2 separate regions of the Mus musculus genome follow, and region 2 is linked to region 1. Evidence: chromatin contacts called from public Hi-C data. All regions are on one chromosome and are shown on one strand. The core of a region is the stretch at or near the end of the contact, and the rest is flanking DNA. Distances in the headings are between cores, read along the strand shown. Region 1 has its middle 45 kb from the start of Il12b. Region 2 holds the start of Il12b (interleukin 12b).

Region 1 (4,093 bases), core at 878-3,377:
ACTTGCCGAGCCATCTTGATGGCCCCTGTCTTCTATTATCTGGATTCAATAAACAATGCTTTTATTCTACAGATATGTAGTAAGTACCAGCAGTGCCAGGCATGATTCTGTGCATGTGGGGGGTGCTGGGGATAATCAACAGGTAATGGTTATACAGCGTATAACACGCATTCTTGTGTGAGAGACTGTTAAGCTAAAAGATGACAAAATCAAATGAATTTTGCTAAATACGAGGAAAATGAAGATGGTGAGTGCAGATGCCATTTTACCCAGATCAGGTGGGGGGAACTTGAGGTGGTGGCATTTGAGCTCAGCCAGCAATGGTGAGCCAATTATGTGACTCAGGGAGAAGAAATAAGGCCAAGCACAAAAGCCTTGTGGAGGGAGCACGGTGCTATCTTTGAAGAACTAGACAGAAGTCACATCTCCTGACACTACTAATTCCTTTCTTACCAGTTGACTCGAGAGCATCAGAGGTGAGCCAGTCCACAGTGCTCCTCCATGACCTCTGCTTCAGTTCCTGCCTCCAGCTTCCTGCCATATTTCAAGTGTCTGTCTCCAATGACAGACTTTGACCTGGAACTGTAAGCAGAAGGAAAGCTTTTCTCCTCCCAAAGTTGCTTTTCGTAGTGATGTTTTATCACTGCAATAGATGCCTTAAGACAACAGAGTATCGCTCAGCTTCAAGAATGAAGGAAGTGCTGATATACGCCGTGACAGGGATGAACCTTGAAAGTCAAGTTCACAGAGACCAAAGTAGACTTGAGTTACTAGGGTCTGGAGAAGGGAGAAATGAGCTGCTGAATGGGTGCAGAGTTTCAGTTTCACAAGACAAAAAGCAACCTGGAGACATTGCACAATACAGCGGGCAGATACTGAGGCATGCTAAGTGACAGCTAAGGTGGCAAGTTTTATAAGTTTGGTTTTTTTTTTTCAACCATAATTTCAAAAGTCCAGCTGCATCACTTACTCTGGGTGACTTTTCTAGCCAGTCTCAAAGAGCTTGCATTGCTCTGTGTATGTGTAATGCCTCACAGCTGTGGAAACAGTTAATTGGGCTGTCTAGTTCCTCTCTCTCTCTCTCTCTCTCTCTCTCTCTCTCTCTCTCTCTCTCTCTCTCTCTCAGTCTCTCCCTCTCCCTCCCTTTGTAAAACTTGAAGCCTTGGGACTCAACCTTTGTAGGTGATTAAAAGGATGTGTGGTGTGTGTGTGTGGGGGGGGTGGTATATGTGTGTGGTGGTGTGTGTATGTGTGTGTGTGGTAGGTCTGTGTGTGGTATGGTGTGTGTGTGTGATGTGGTGTGTGTGTGGTGGTATGTGTGTGTATGGTGTGGTGTGGTGTGGCATGGTGGTGGTGGTGGTGTGTGTGTCTGTGTGTGTGTATAAGTGCTTGTGTAAATGGGTCCATGCATGGAGGGCAGAGGTTGGATTTGATAGAGGGCAGTGAATATTGTATGTCTTCCTCCGGTTTCTCAGCTTATTCTCCTAGACAGGCTCTCATTGAAACTTGAAGCTGGACCTTGCCCTTTGGATTAGAATGGCTGGCCACCAAGGTCCTCCTCTCTCTGCTTCCCCCCAGTGCTGGAGTGATAGGTGTGTGCCTATAGTTTACTGTATATAAATACATTAAATATAATAATATATTGTATGTAAATTATATATAAATATATAATAAAGTGTATATAAAATGTGCCACCATGTTTTATTTTTATGTGAGTGCCGGGAACAGGTCCTCCAGCTTTCTATGGTAAATAGTTTAACCCTCACCCTACGTCCTCTGCATTTAAAGACTTGCATGACTTGACTGGGCTATTTTGGATCCTCTGGGATCATCTCTAGACTTTGTCCTGAATCTCATTCATAAAGTCCCCTTTGTTGTGTCCAACAATGGCTTCCACAGTCCTATGAGTGAAGGCATAGATGCTGAAGAGATTATTGTTCTAACTGCTGTGGTGGCATCCACTATCACGTTAGAATGAAACGGTTTCTCAGAACACAAGAGAGCTCTGGGGAGGGAGGATTTGGATGTAGACAACAGAAATGAGCCACTGGCAGTCAATGTACGGCCAGGGTTGCTGTAGATGAAGAGTGCCTGGTTTCAGCTTGCTAAAAGCAGAAGATGATACTCTCGAACACACAGAGCAGAACTTTGCAGGCTGCCCACTTCCCCCACGAGAGCAGCTCTGCTGGCTCTAAGGCCTGTGACGCCAATTCCTTCCTCCATGATGCTCACAAACTCTTTACTGCTGCTGGAATTGAAGCCTGTTGTGTTTACTATGAGGAGAGGTAACTCCTCAGCATCCTGTTATTATCTGGCATTAACTCCCCGTGCTGTTTCCCAAAGGGGTCTCTAGAATGTCGGACAGAGACTCAACTGATAGAAGCTTATTCCTCAGTGTGAAACTATTGTAGGTGGTGGAGCTTTTAAGAAGTGGAGGGATGGCTCAGGGTTACTAAGCTTGAGGAGTCCATGTCAACCTGGTGCAACAACATGTTTCTGGGATCCCACCCAGTGTTTCTGCTGTGAGGTGGAAGGTGGAGACTAGAGAACCCCTGGAAGTTTTCAGGCTAGCTAGCCTGGATTATGCAGAGTAAAACAACAGAGAGACCTTGTCATAAAAAGGTGGAAAGCAAAGGCCAACACCCAAGGCTGTTTTCTGATCTCCACACATATGCTGTGGCTTATGTGTCATATATCCATACATACGTACATGTGCACACATATATGGGGAATGATGAGTGCACACATACAAAAAGAAAGAATGAGAGGAAGGAAGGAAGGAAGGAAGGAAGGAAGGAAGGAAGAAAAAAGCAGATTGAATTGAAGGGAGTTAGACCCTAGTATAGGGGAGGCAAGGTCAGTAGAATATGATGGTATGATGGGACTCTAGTTTCTTTGTCTGTCTATGGTGTCCTGGTGACTAGGTGACCAGCCTGCTTCTGCCATACAATCTGCCATCATGTTCTGCTTCACAACAACCCCCAATCCAAGAGGACCAAATGACCACAGAGGCAAACCCACAGAAACATGAGGCAAAATAAACCTTTCTTCTTTGTAACTTGTTTACTTCAGACATTTTGTTATAGTAGTGGAAGGTGACTGATGTATCCCCTCTAACAAGATGGAGTTTCAGAAGTACACTGGCATGATATCACCACTCAATCAATCACGCCTTTGTTATCTTTCCTGTTTCTGCCACTTAATCCCTTTGCCACTTTTCTCCTCTTTCATAGTTTTCTGGAGTATTTAATGTAAGATTATGAAAAAGAATACATAGCATTTCAACTTAGAAAACAGCTAGATAGTGTGCTAGCCATGGTGGTTTATGTCTATAATTCCAGCATGTGAAGGCTGTAAACAGGAGAATCTGGAGATCAAGGCCAACTTCTGCTACACAGAAATTGGAGGACAGCCTGTTCCACATGAGATCTTGTTTCAGCAAAAACAAACAAGCAAAAAAAAAAAACAAAAAACAAAAACAAACAAACAAACAACCCCCAAACCAAACCTCCAAATAAAAACAAAACCAACCAACCAACCAAACAAACAAACAATAAAGACCCCAAATGAAAACAAACCAAATCAAACCAAACAAAGGCACGAGAAGCTTACGACCTTTAACTGTTCTCTTCTCTGCACTATTAAAAGTTCACAGGGAGAGGAATGGCTCTCTCTTGCTGTGTTCTCCTAGTCTGTGGGGGAAAGAAAGCCTTAAGAGACACTGCCCTCTGAGGTGAGTGGGGCTGCTCAGTGCTTGCTGGTATGATGCAGCGAAAGAAAACAGGGCATTTGCTCCTTTGAGCACAGGGAGGTCATGAGCTGCAGGTAACCAGGGTGTGTCTCTCCAGATGCCACACCAGGGGAAAGCCCAAGTCTCAAGTGCTCCAAGGTCTCAGGCCTTGGGAACTGCAGCTACGGTTGCAAGAGGAAGGAAACCCCCTCCTAAGCCTGGCCATCCGCACCCTGTGTCTCTCAATCTCAGGTTTCCAATTCTCCCCTCTCCTTCCAACATGGATGGCTTTGGGAGGACATTTGGGAGTGGATTAGGAGGACGAACCTGCTGGTGAGTGCCAGAGGCAGCTTTTCCCTGGGC
Region 2 (4,091 bases), core at 1,056-3,555, 45 kb before region 1:
CTTGGATTCTGGCCCTACTACTCAGTAGCTGTTTGGTGTTGGTTTAGTTCCTCTGAGCCCGACTGCCTTCATATAAAAAGACATAAGGCTTATGTGATCTTCAAGAGCTATTGGGCATGCAGTGAGATGACATTGTATAATACCTTGCACTAGTAAAAAGCTAAGGAAAAAAATTGAAATTCTTTCTGTTTTGTGCACACTGGGTTGAAAAATAAAAATCTGCCAGGCTGTAGAGAGAAATGCCCAGAGAAGGTGATGCAATTATACACGGCTGTGAAACCCAGATGGTAGGACTCTGGGCAGGGAAAAAAGGCAGAGATTCCTGGCATCTCCTGGTGATCTCTTCATATGCTCTCAACACAGGGATTTCCCCTTTGGCTACATGCCAAGCATTTCCTCTGTCAGCCTCAGATGCACTTGAGCATCACACGTGAACCATATTTCAGGCTGAAGGGAGCCCTGGCAATGGTCCAAGGAACAATCTTCATTTCGGCATCACCTACATCTTAGATCATAGAAGACCAGCAGAGGGTGGAGATGATGGCAGGTCGCCTCTTAATCAAATCTGCACAAGCAAAAAAGTGTGCAGTATGTAGCCAGGCTTTGGCTTTCAGGCTGATTGGCAGATGCTGGGCTTTGTTTCCCTCTCACTCCACAATTCTTCCATATGCTATGTTTTAACAATTCTTTTTTGTTTGTTTGTTTGTTTGTTTGTTTTCATTAGTTTTCTTAAGTCCTGAAAGTCTTGTGCAAAGAGCACAGGAACCCTGGGCTGGATACTCTAGCTCCCTAGAGCATGCAAATGCTTCCAAACATTGCTGCCAGCGGGTGCCTGAGTGGACATCCCTTTTGCAAGTTTCATTCTGTTATTCTTTAATTTAAAAGAGAAATGATATGTAAAAATAAAAATGCCCAGAAACAACAATGCACAGTACAGATGGCGTGGCTGTCAGGGATGGCAAGGAGGGCACGGGCAAAGGGCCTTGGTTCTACAGCCAAACAGACCTCAGTCTGCCACTTGTTAGTTATGTGACCTTGACAAGTTGTGTTGACTTTGTCAAGCCTGTACTCCTAGATTAAAAATAACTCTGTCAGGTTAGGAGTTCATGAAATGATCCACAGAAAGTGCCAGCTTGAGCCCCAAATGAAAACAGGACCCCAAATAGCTACTCTTCCCCTTCAGCATCGCTGAAATGACAATCATTTGATTACGTCTTTAATGTCTGTCCCCCCTTTCCCATACCGAGGTGTGTGACAGAGGTCATATCTGTCTAGTCTTATATCCAGAATCTAGCCTAGAGAGAGTCCATGGATTGTTGGTGCAATAATCACAGTATTTCAGATCTCAGCAAAATGAATTCTTGGGGGTGACCTAACTTCATCTTGAAATGCCTTGCTTGAACAAACGGAGCCCCCAGCTGAGGCTCAGTGATCCCTGGGTGAAAGCAAGATGTCACCCTGCCCCATCACCCTGCCCCATCTGGTGCTCATGATTTCACCTGGGCAAGCAGAGGAAGCCAACCCATGAAGATTAGCCTTCCCTTTCTCACAGATTTTAGAACCCTTTAGGAAATAGTTTGGAACATGCCTTGGGCTTTCCAGTTTTGAAGAGGTGGCAAAGTTAGTTAAAATCCAAAGGAACCCCCAAACCCAGCTCTCCACTTTGATTATCATAGCTGATTCTAAAGGCCATCACAGGTAGGACATTCAGTGATGAGCTTAGGCTTGAAGGGGTACATGAAAGGCTTTTTTTTTTTTTAAGTTTCACTCTTAAGGCAAGAACAGAATTTTAACAACACTCCTTAACACATATGCATTAATACTTAAGAAAATGCACATAGTATATGTGTCTATATAGACAAAGCAAACCTTTCTATCAAATACACATCTGTCCACAATGCTTGGCACATATTATTAGTAGCTCAATTTTTTGAGACTCTCTCAAACTCATTACACAGCTGAATCTGGCCTTAAACTCCTGTGCATTCTGTTTCCTGCCTCCCAGATTTGGAGATTACAGGTGTGCGCCATCACATCTGTAATTAGCTGACTTTTTAAATGACTATTTGAAGCCCCTGTCGTCAAAGCCCCTGGTTTCCACCAGCGGGGAAAGCCATCCGAGATGCTCCCAGAATCCACTTACCCCACTCCCACGCTGCCTGGTTCAGGGGTAGCCTGTCCCCTGGAGTCTGAATCTGGACAGCCTCTAGATGCAGGGAGTTAGCGACAGGGAAGAGGAGAGAACTTACCTTGCTTTGCTGCGAGCTGCCTGGTCTGATGTGCCTGGACACCCACTGTTCCTTCTGCTGCCTTGGCTGCTCCTGGTGCTTATATACTCTACTCCTACAGAACTTTCTGATGGAAACCCAAAGTAGAAACTGACTAGTCTCAATTGCAACACTGAAAACTAGTGTCAAAACATTCTGGGGGAATTTTAAGAAGTTCCTCCCTCCCCCCCTTGCCTCCCTGAGTGCATCTATCATACAGAGGGAATATAGACGTCGAAATCCCAGGTTAAGAGGAAATGACTTCGGGGTGTGGAAAAAGGAAGGAGGCAGAGATACTAATTTCTGTTTACATCATGCCTAAGGTGAATAGAGGCGGCAATGGCTAACCTCTCCCGATTCCACAGACTGCAGAAAAAGGAAGGACTTGCCCCAAACCGAGTTCATGGTTCATGCCACAATCAAATAAGTAGGTGTTACAGGCCCAAAGAATAAAGGGCCTAGTGTATCTGGGCCACCTTTCCCCATGTTTTCTTGTTAGCATCTAAATTCAGAAGGTATTACCTCCTGTTTGGCTCCACGTACCCCCTACCTCATACCTATGTTGTCTGTATCCAGGGACAGCTCTGGGGAGGTGAATAACTAATAAAAGTCATAGTGTTTTGAGGGCGTCTCTTATGCTTATAGGTCCTTACTCATGGATTGATAGCAGCATGAACTGAGCTAGACATAGGCAAGCGTACAGATGATTCAAAGGTCACTCTTTTGGGTACCCATACTATATTCTCACTTCAGTAATAACGTGTCTGTGGTCCTATAAACCCTTTGTAGTTTCTCTTCTTGAGGAGTTTAAAATTGCAAAGAGGTGTGCAATCCTGTAAGTTGATGTTACCTCCCTTCCTCATCCGTGCTCAGAAATATTAGCTCTTCTTGCACATCCAGTTCGCATACAGATGAGAGCCACTCTCAGAGCCGCCGATAGAGGGCGCGAAGCGAGGACATCCTCGCGGTTGGGACGCAAGGGACACAACCCGCCGCTTCTCCATTCCTGTCCCTGGCCTGGGTTCCCGCCTCCTGGGAAGTTCCTAGGGCTGAGGTTGGACCCTGTCAGGTTTCGGGCGGTGTAGATTTCCGGCCTAACTTTCTTCCAAGTGTCAGTCTGCCTGGGGCGCGGGGAGGGGGAGAGAACTGCGGAGCTTCCCAGCCACACACTTCCTCACTCCAGCAGCCCAGCTGCAATCCCTCTTTGGTCCTGATCGGCTTCAAACTGAGGGTGGAGACATCAGTCACAGCAAGCTAGCTAGTGGCATCCCTGTACTCCTAGGCTTCGAGTGAAACTGGTTTTGCATACAAGATCATTCTTAAGTGAACAAAGTAGGTTTCGTTGCATAGTGAAATAGCAGTAAAAAATAATGTGCTAGTTTTAGGGGATCTCTGAGGACAGCCATAATCTCTGTGACTAAGATTGCTGGTCACACTGACCCTACATGCAAAGCTCATGGTTACCTCTGCCCATCTCTCCCAAGGACAGATCGGGAGTTCGTTAGAGCACCATCTTTGGCCTCTCGAGGAACTGGATCTTGACAAGGTACATAACTCCTCTTAGCCTCACTGCTGCAGTGCAGGGTTGTAAATGTCCCCTGAGCTGAGACAAGCTGTGACAACATACATGCAAAGCTCATGCAAATGTCCCCTGAGCTTAGACAAGCTATCATTATGAGCCACAAGAAAGCGATTTCATGAGGAAAACCGAACAAAGCAATATGGGGCCGAAGAATAGCTCCATGGGCTTATTTGGAGCTGGAGGGAAGGCTAGGGGGGGGGGAGGGGGCTTGAGGTAGCTCTTGGGGCTAGGTCAAAAACAGT

Evidence for each region. A called contact is a pair of places that touch in the nucleus more often than the background predicts.
Region 2: a Hi-C map of bone marrow-derived dendritic cells shows a contact between it and region 1, with 1.7 times the contacts expected there. The contact joins the promoter of Il12b here to the enhancer-like site in region 1. A contact is called at or near these places in 7 of 39 promoter capture datasets (the 3T3-L1 cell line, 3T3-L1-derived adipocytes, cranial neural crest and 3 more), 7 of 484 Hi-C or Micro-C datasets (the C2C12 cell line, Sertoli cells, bone marrow-derived dendritic cells and 4 more), 1 of 115 datasets of contacts at active chromatin or transcription factors (embryonic stem cells) and 1 of 9 other capture datasets (adipose tissue).

Annotation. Positions count from the first base shown.
Region 1 is chr11:44,353,120-44,357,212 of GRCm38.p6, reverse strand. No RefSeq gene overlaps it. Among named protein-coding and RNA genes, the nearest start is that of Il12b, 45 kb to the left of the region's middle. Within about 2 kb of position 2,127, at least 29 of the 459 cell types and tissues checked have an H3K27ac peak or open chromatin away from gene starts, as enhancers often do. A contact at or near this core is called in bone marrow-derived dendritic cells and myeloid progenitors, where this site is marked.
Region 2 is chr11:44,398,277-44,402,367 of GRCm38.p6, reverse strand. It overlaps Il12b (interleukin 12b), which reads right to left and starts at 2,305. Exons shown (of 8, transcript NM_001303244.1): 1 at 2,250-2,305.